Regions from separate parts of the Anser cygnoides genome. Here region 1 is linked to region 2. Evidence: chromatin contacts called from public Hi-C data. All regions are on one chromosome and are shown on one strand. Each heading gives the region's core, a stretch centred on a gene start, on an enhancer-like site or on the middle of the called end of the contact. The rest is flanking DNA. Distances are from core to core; before and after follow the strand shown. Region 1 overlaps LEMD3 (LEM domain containing 3). Region 2 overlaps GNS (glucosamine (N-acetyl)-6-sulfatase).

Region 1 (4,187 bases), core at 627-3,126, 180 kb after region 2:
TTTCAGGAAGTTCTTGTGTGTTGTCTTAGGTCCTTAGAGGAGAGGCATACAATGCTAGTATTTTTGATCTTTCCACGTTACTTGTTACAAAAACAACTGTTAGGATAATCTTTACTATATTAGCTATGACTTTTGAAATGTTAATTCAGAGAAACTTTCAGTGGTTACCTATATTACGAGTGGAAGCTTACACAAAGCACAACTTTAAGAGTAATTCTCTTCCACTGACATTCCTTTCTTTAGATTTCTAAATCTCTCAGGTGTTAAAACTTGTATGGAATTTTGTGCAGGGAATTTCACTGATAATAAGCTAGACATGCTGTATAAAAGACAAGGAGTGGATTATTCTGCTCACAGGCCTGCAAATTGCCATTAAAGTTGTGTGGTATTTCACAACTAACTGTTAAAACCCTTCTTGCCTTCTAAGATCACCATCTCAGAAGAGTTTTCTTGGCAGTGTTTGGAGGGCTCCTGTGTTGTGTGGTTATTAATGCTGCCTGTGCTTGGCAAGCGGTACTCTGACTTACCTTTGACAATGTAACAGCTTATTCTGTTGACATATGAGCACATAGCTCAGTTTCACTTTCTGTATGTTGCTGTAAACTTTAGTTAGCAAATAAAAGCATCTGCTTTAGATGATACAAAAGGAAATCTTGATGAGTATCTTTAAGACTAATTTCTGACCTCGCTTTCTTCTGCGTTTCGTGACTTCTGGATCAAGATCAGTAGATAGGAAAAACTCCGGACTGCCTTCATGAGGAAAAACCAAACAGAATAGTTAACTTTCTGTAAGATTGCTGACCATTTTAAACTCTGTCATTTTTTGTGGTGTGTCAGAAACAGCTCTTAAAAATGAGGAACAAATTTGGTCGAGACTTGTAGCAGAGTATACCAGAAAAGTCCAAATAAATGTTACGTAGGGCAAAATAGTTCATCTTAGCTGAGAACTTCAGAACTTTTCTGAAGGAAAGAAAACAGCCTATTCACCTTTGCAGTGGATTTGTAGTAAAAAGCATTGTTATGAAAATTGTATTTGAAACAAAAATGATGCAACTTTGTGTCTGTGTTTTAAGGAGATAGCTGTTTGATGCTTCCATCAGAATATTTAGAACTAATTTGGTAGACATACCTTAAAAGTGCTGCTGCTTGCAGCCGTGCACAGAACTTCCCTTATGCCAAGACTTGAGATTTTCTTAAGATATTTTTTCAATGTTACTGTTGTGGGCCATGCTTTTTGTGGAGTAACGTCATGAGAAATCAGAACTAAGACTGCTTGCTCGGGGAGCAGGCGTGCAGAAGAGGTCTGTCAGGATCTGATTTCAAAAGCTATCAAAATGAATTGCAAGTTTGCATTCCATCCCCCAGTGCGTGGTAGTTTTCACAAAAGAAAAATTAGTTTCTGATGAGAGAATTAAGGGTGATCTCAGATCTGACAGCAGATCTGTAACTTTTTTTATGGTTTATGAAGAATTGCAGACCAGACAGGAGTGGGAAAGCAAAAAGCAAACTTGCATTTCTTCTGTTAAGAGCCTCTGCCAACTCTGATAGCATTCTTCAAGTGTAGTGCAAATTTCTTTCTGCTTAGGACAGATAGAGCAATAATGATTGTGGTGGAGGCCTTTTAAGGAGGAACCCGTGATAATCAAGGACTTAAATTTAGTGTAGCATTGTAGGAGCCCCCCTTTGCATTGTTTCCTGAAGTATTCTGGTGTAGGAGAGGATAATCATGCCTGCAGTCATTCTGTTGCTGGGGTCCACTTGTATTTCTAAAAAAATCATGCACATTTAATACATGTTGACATGTATTTCATGTGGGAGTACTAGGTTACAAAACTTTGGCTTGATGCTTACCCAGCGAAGCTGGCAGGAGTGCTGGAGTTGTACCAAACTGATCCCTGTCACGCTTCTAGCCTTGTGCTTCAGAAATAGTATGAACATGTGAACGGCAGGCTAGAGCTGCTGTTTGGAAAAGTTGTTTGATCACTTAACAAAAGAGCTTAGGCAAGTAAATTAAACAAATACCTCAGTTCTTGCTAATGAAAATGCTGGTCCAGTGCTGTGGCGAAGCACAAAGTTCACTGTAATCATGAGGCATTTATTCCTTATGAATTTAAAACTCCTGCAAGTGACTGCATTCTCTGGTAAAATTAGTTGTGTTTTTGTGATTTGTGGTAGATCAAGAGGGGTAAGTTGATTGGGTAAGGGATCCTGAAATCAAGGTACATTAAGAAGAAAAAGTGATTTTCAGGGGATTCACGTTCCCTAAGAACTTCTGTAGTAGTATTTTTGTCCTGACTCTTCTTTTCTTGGCTTCTGTTGTTGCTGCTGGTAGGTCTAGAATTGTGGGAGCAGGTGACAAAGCCTTTACTGTGATTATAATAAATGAGGACAGGATGTAACTCTGCCTCTGATCAAAGTAACCGTGATGTCTTCTGTCCACTGAAGAATTTGGATTAAGAGAAACACAGAAAAGGATTCAAGGATGGAAGGAAGTGTGTTGGTGGATGCAAGAGTAGATGGGAGAAGGACTGCACAACTTGAAGGTGACTTCAAACATGTCCCTTCTGTGTAGAGGGTTTGTTCTAGTTTATAATGAGCCCGGTTGTAAACAAAAACATCAAGTTTTTGGGTGAAACTGATGACATGAAGGCTTTGCAGTCAATGTCAGAGTGCAGTCTCTTCCTGGAAAATGAATTGCAAAACAATCTGGATGCTTTGGCTCCATGCAGGTATAGCCTCTGTGCAGCTGATAAGACACTGCCTTGACGTTGTCTCAGTACTTCTAGTTTTTGTCCAGGTGAATAAAGGCTTTGGGTTCGCACTTCAGTGGTGTGAGGTGCTGCTAGTATTCTTTTCTAGAAACTTTGGGGATTCATTAGAAGTTTGTCCATTCAGTCAGTTTCTCAACGAGGAGTTGAAGACATGTTGGTAGGAGAGGCGGAACACTGAATCAAGTATTCTTGGATAACTTGAGCATACCATGTCGTGAGTAAGAAGTCTGTCCTCATCAGGAGATACTGTTTGTAATAAGGAAAAATAGTACGGATGAGGAGACCATGGCCCTGACCTCCTGCACTTTGTTACAATGGCTCCTTTTCTCCAAGATCCTTGTCATTGTCCCCTTTTCCCTGCTACTGTGCTGTACTTGCTGCAGTGCTTTTTAGTGCCATTTCTCAGTTCCGCTGTGTTTAGTCTACTGCGGAGGGTGAGAAGAGCAAGAATGTGCATGCTAAATGTGTAAAGGGCCAACTGAACGTGACTGGGTGTAGCTGGAGGAGAAGTATTGTAATGTGTGGTGTTTTCAAGAAACGGATGCTTCTTTGCAGAGGAAAGAATCAAATTTTCTGCTTACTCGGGAGCATCTTGTAGTGCAAGTATCTTGAAATAAAGTGTCTTCTTGGAGTCTTAAATTCCTTTTAACTCTAAGTGAACTCTGAGTAGCACTCTGAATTGATATAGAAAGGCCATCTGATGGGGAAGGGGAAGAGATGGGGGTAGAGAGGTTTAACATTGAATTAAGTGGCAATAAAACCTACTGAATAGATCAGTTGTATTTCAGTGATGTGCTAGATAAGAAGTATAACTGTTTATAAATGAATGGTTGTAGAGGAAAAACTGCCTTAGTAATTCTTCTGTTTTAGAAATAGAGAAGGGCATTTATTGAAGTAAAAGCTGGAAGACAGCTTCTTGGAAAGCAATTGTTTGATGTGTATTCAAAGACTTCCTTCGTGCTGCCTGTATTCACTTAATACAGGGTTTATAGGCAGGGCACATCTCCATAACCTTTTCTTTATTGAAAGGTACAAAAAACTTTGCTACTTGGACCTTGTAGCACCTTGGGTGAATGCAGCATCAGTCTGTCCTCGTTAGGCAGGTGAGTAATAAGACTTATCACAAGAGGACTGAAGGGGAAGGATTGCATAAAACAGGCTGGTTTCTAAGGCCACACCTTGGTCTTAGTTTTCCTTTTTTCTGTAGAAGGTCAGTAAAATCTCTGAATTGCTTATCTGAGAAGCCTCAAATTTTCCATTGACTTCCTAATGCATATATTGGCCTTTGGATATTTGAATAGGCAGCGGAGGAAAACCACTCACCTTAACCATCGGCCTCCTCAATAGCTGTCACCTCGCTCTGTTGTTACACCACAAAACATGCCTCAGCACACTCAGTCAGCATTGCTTACCCCA
Region 2 (4,631 bases), core at 959-3,458:
GTTCAGAAGTCCGTCTTTAGAAAAGTGACACAGCCTGATCCTTTGGAAAGCTTTAATTGAAGTTCAGTAACAAAGATAAGAAGTTTGATAGGCAGTTTATTTTTTCTTTTCCCAAAAGTGCAGCAGTGAACAGGGTCCTCTGGAAGGGCACTTTCTAAACAAATGTTCAAACAGCAGAAACTAAGTACGCTTACAACATGCTACAGCAAAGTATGCTCACATACAGAGAAAAGGAATACGAATAAGATTCACTTTAATTGAATCATAACAAAACTGACAGCTGTTTCATTATGAGGAAATGTATAATCAGTCTCAAACTTAAGTTGATTGCTTGAAGAGGTATTGCACCTGTTTTGTGTGTTTCCATGCATGTCCACATTACAGCTTTATTCCCCAAACAGAAGTCCAATTTACTGAGCCTGTGCTGGGTAAACATGTACTAGCTGTATTGATTTATGCTGAAGTGATGATACAGAATGTGTTTCTTGTTTCAGGGTAACGTCAAAGTTATTAACTGTATTTCTCCCTGCATAGTATCTGCTTTACCGCATCAGATCATTGAAGTTCACAGCTCTGCTTTTGATAATAATGACTTATAAAAAAAATAAATCACATTTTACTTAAACACAGCTCTGTACTGGTAAGGCCCCTTCATTTAACACAAATGCCTTCCGTAACAAGGTACAGACACAGCTACGATCAAATAGCATAAGAAATTGAATATCCAGGAAGACCATTTAGCTTTAAATCCATTTGGTTGGGAATTAGATCTGGCTGCAAGTTAAAATTCCTTCATGATATGTATTTTTTTAATTGTCAGGGATAAGAATTAATACTGTTCATTCAGGACTGTTAGAATACTTAGAATTAATAATTCCTGGAAATAAACACTAGACAAGTCACAAGAAACTCCTCCAAAAGTAACGGAAGCCAGGCAGATGTTGGTTCCTGTTCTCCCTTCAATTCATTGTATGTTTTTAAGCCTCTATCAGAAGTGAGAGTAAAGTTATTTTCTTGAATAGCTAATTCTCTTCTTTTTGGTTAAGAAAGGCCTAATTTCATTCTAAAATTGAGTTTATAGTATGACATATTACCTACAACAGATTTCAGGTATAGTGTGGTTCTGAGTGCAGAAGGAAAGTTATTGAGTCTAGTTACAGATAAAGTCGTACCCAAATTAGCACTTGTACTATCTGCATAAACCTGTGAATAATTTGTCTCATCACACATGCTGAATAGTCTATATCAATTCTACTGTCAACTTTCATGTCATTTATTAGCCAAAAAGTAAAACTTTCAAAAGGAAAAGTTTGCTTACTATGGCTTTAGATCACTTTAAGAAAAGTGAGTGTATGTTATTTATTTGTACCCACAACAAAGATTTTTCTTCTATTCAGAAGCATCATAATGAAATCATTACTTGCACTGAAACTTAACAGAAGTATAAACTTTACATACGATCTCCTCGATTTGATAGAGCTATTGAGGGTTTAACATAAACAGTGTATTTTGTACCAGCCTCCACACAGCTACCAATATGAAGTTTAAACAAAGACCAAGTCTAACTTGCCAAAATTATGTGAGCAAAACACTATGTAAATGAACTTTAGGTTTAGCTCAGGATACAAGAAAATACTTGAGCATGAAAAACTTTGGTTTTGTTTTTAAAGACAAAACAGAGTCTGAAGCAAACTGATGGGCGATACTAAGGCTTGAGAAACAAAGAGAAAAGGATAAAGCTACCAATTGTAATGGAGGAAAAAAAACCATCCTGAGTAGCTGAAAGCATGCAAATAGTTTGAGAGTATCCAAAAATCTCAGCATTGATACAGATGCTTCAGCTGAGAAACTACCTTTTTCCAGTAATTTTCCTCCAAATATTTGGTCACTTTAAAGATTTGAAACAGTGAGCTGAATTTGAAATAAAAGCTCTAAGTAGGGCTTTTAAAAGCTTGAGTAAAACCTTACCATCACAGAAGTTTGCAACTAAACTACATGAAAGGCAACTTCTGTGCTTCAGAATCAAAAGCAAGGAAAGCTCATATGATTTTACTGTAGCACTGTTTTTGTCCTGTGTGTGGATCTGTATCAGGGTATCTCCGCAGTTCTGATATTGTCATACTTGTTGCCTGATCATTTTTTGCCCCCTTGGTAAAAGGTTTTGTGTGACAGAAACTGAAAACACCGTGCTCTCTCTTTAGAAGATCTAAAATAGCTGGCTAAAAACTAGAGTTGCGCCACAGTTTGTTTGACAAGGGAAAGACCATTTTGCCTGATAATACAGTTGATTTGCACACAAGCAACATGAACTTTGAACTTGTGTTTCAAATAACACAATGTTTCTAGAAGGTGTTTCACTAATGAACCTATACAGAAGTTCTACACTAACTCAAGTTCAGGTGTTTCTCAAGATTCAGAAAGATACTCAAGTTTGGGTACAAGTGACAGCTGCATTTCAGATAAGCCTAATCAGAAGGTTGAAAAGTCAACACCACCCTTCCAAAGGGAAACCAAATGATAACACACTACAGTTAGATGTCTACTGTGCACTCCTTTGATGTGAAGGCCACTTACTGCAGATTGCGTAGTTATGTCTCAACCAAAAAGCAGCTCTCTCTACAAAGAACTTAAACTGCCTAAAATAGCCCCCTTACCTTAACTTCTAGCGAACAGTGATTTTAGTTTTCTCTCAAAATAATTTACCTTCAAGAATCTAATGACTTGTTAGACAATTCAAGACATTTGGAGGTTAGAGATCAACTCTACTGTGGTGCCCTGTTCTGTGTTTTAGTATTACTTCTTTCCGTGTACTGAAATAGATTTAACAGCTCAAAACACAGGCACGCTTATTTGAATACTTGTTAGTCTCTGTTTTGATTAACACACTAGGAAACCTATATTAAACCCTAAGTTTTTTCAGTAGTACATATTAACCCATTCCAGCATTTCAAACTAGGAGGCTGAAATTACATTCTTGTTTGCAAGCTACCAAAGCAAATCTACAAAATTCACTGGTCTCATTTAAAGTGGTCTTATTGAAAGAGGATATTTTGCATACTGATTTTAGACTGCAAGAGATACTTGCTAGTCAGATCCTACAGTTTTGACTAATGCCTTCCCTATGCTATTTTGGGCTAGGTTGCTATTGTCATTAACAGCTTTGAGCTCAACACAGGAAACCTATCATTAAACATAGCCTTCAGGAACGTGTGTGACACTGAATATAGGTGAGCATTACTGTGCAATAGCTCCTGCCTATCTAACCCAACTCAAATATGCATTTATTGACTTTTAGAACAAAAACGGTTCAGATTCGTAGGCCATAGATTCACCTCTGTGCCTGTGATATGAAAAGGTACTTAAAAGACAAAGGTGGTAATCAAATATCTGAGCAAGACAGGTTAGCTGTGTCTAATGATTTAGAGTTACAGTTCAGCTGTAAAATATACATATTGCACAAGGCAACCAGCTAAAGACAAGGGTTTTCTTCCAAACAGGGTTTGAATAGCCCATCAGAAGTCTTCCAGCTGCGATCAGTGAGAGTTTCAGAGACAGACCTGCTGCAATCACTGGAGAAACTGGTCAGTGGGAGCTGATTGCAAGAGGCTCTTAAATGCTTCATAAGGACTGTGCAGAAAACCTCCGAGCCCGAACACCGTGATTGCTGAACATAAGCCGTGGGTCAAACCTGTACCTGTAGAAAGGAACAGCGTGAGTTACACTTAGTCTACAGTAACAGTCATTTCTAGAAATAGCTGATCTCTAAAATAGGTCCAATATAATGCTACACGAATAGTTCCTCTGCTGGTATCTAATAGGTAGAGAGACTGTCTCTACCGTATGCTGAATTATAACGATGCATAGTTAAGGAGTTGATAAGAAAAATAAATACGAGCTATATAAATAAATAAATTATTTATATATATATATATATATAAATAAATAAATACAACATACCAACAGCATATTGGTATGTATAACATTAAGCATTCACGAGATGCATTTGCTGCCTCAAATTACAGATTTATGTGGCACAACTGTAAGAACATTTTAAACAGTGCTTAGAAAAGCTTCAGTCCAAATGAGTACTGACTGAATTTTGACATAAGCAGCAAGAATTACTTACCACAGCTGTCTAATACATACAGCTTAGGTCCTGCAATAAAATATTTTTTGCTAACAGTACCTCCAGGAATAATCAAAGTAAGTATTTGGAAAATTCCTGCCTATGGAAATATGCAGAGCTTTTCATTGCTTGCAGGCAAGTCTGAAGTCACTTGTGTCTGACTACCCAGAATAGCTGTATGCTTACAGCTATGCTAAGTCAGTGGCTGACAAGATTAGAATAGTAGAATTAATACCATAAAGTTATATTTTGTAGGTTAAATTACAATAGAAGTTAAGTATTTAAGAAATATAAGCATCAAGAAGCCATTTCTATTAAACAAAAGCATGTATGTTGGTGATATTCTCTCTCATCATAAATACCTTCTATGCAGAATTTCGTATATATATTTTAAAGTACATTATTATACTTAAAAGTATTATGAGTTGATACAGTGTTTACCCAGGATCAAAGACTCCAGGTGTACGGCAAGTTGCTCCTGAACAGGACTGCAGCATCATTAATC

What was found. A called contact is a pair of places that touch in the nucleus more often than the background predicts.
Region 1: a Hi-C map of liver shows a contact between it and region 2, with 2.0 times the contacts expected there. The contact joins two enhancer-like sites. A contact is called at or near these places in 2 of 7 Hi-C or Micro-C datasets (both in liver).

What each region holds. Positions count from the first base shown.
Region 1 is chr1:37,258,280-37,262,466 of Taihu_goose_T2T_genome, forward strand. The region is part of intron 1 of LEMD3 (LEM domain containing 3); the gene reads left to right. Among named protein-coding and RNA genes, the nearest start is that of LEMD3, 7.4 kb to the left of the region's middle. Within about 2 kb of position 1,877, at least 2 of the 3 cell types and tissues checked have open chromatin away from gene starts, as enhancers often do. A contact at or near this core is called in liver, where this site is marked.
Region 2 is chr1:37,076,218-37,080,848 of Taihu_goose_T2T_genome, forward strand. It overlaps GNS (glucosamine (N-acetyl)-6-sulfatase), which reads right to left. Exons shown (of 14, transcript XM_066992549.1): 13 at 4,568-4,631; 14 at 39-3,694. The coding sequence ends at 3,619. Among named protein-coding and RNA genes, the nearest start is that of GNS, 19 kb to the right of the region's middle. Within about 2 kb of position 2,209, at least 2 of the 3 cell types and tissues checked have open chromatin away from gene starts, as enhancers often do. A contact at or near this core is called in liver, where this site is marked.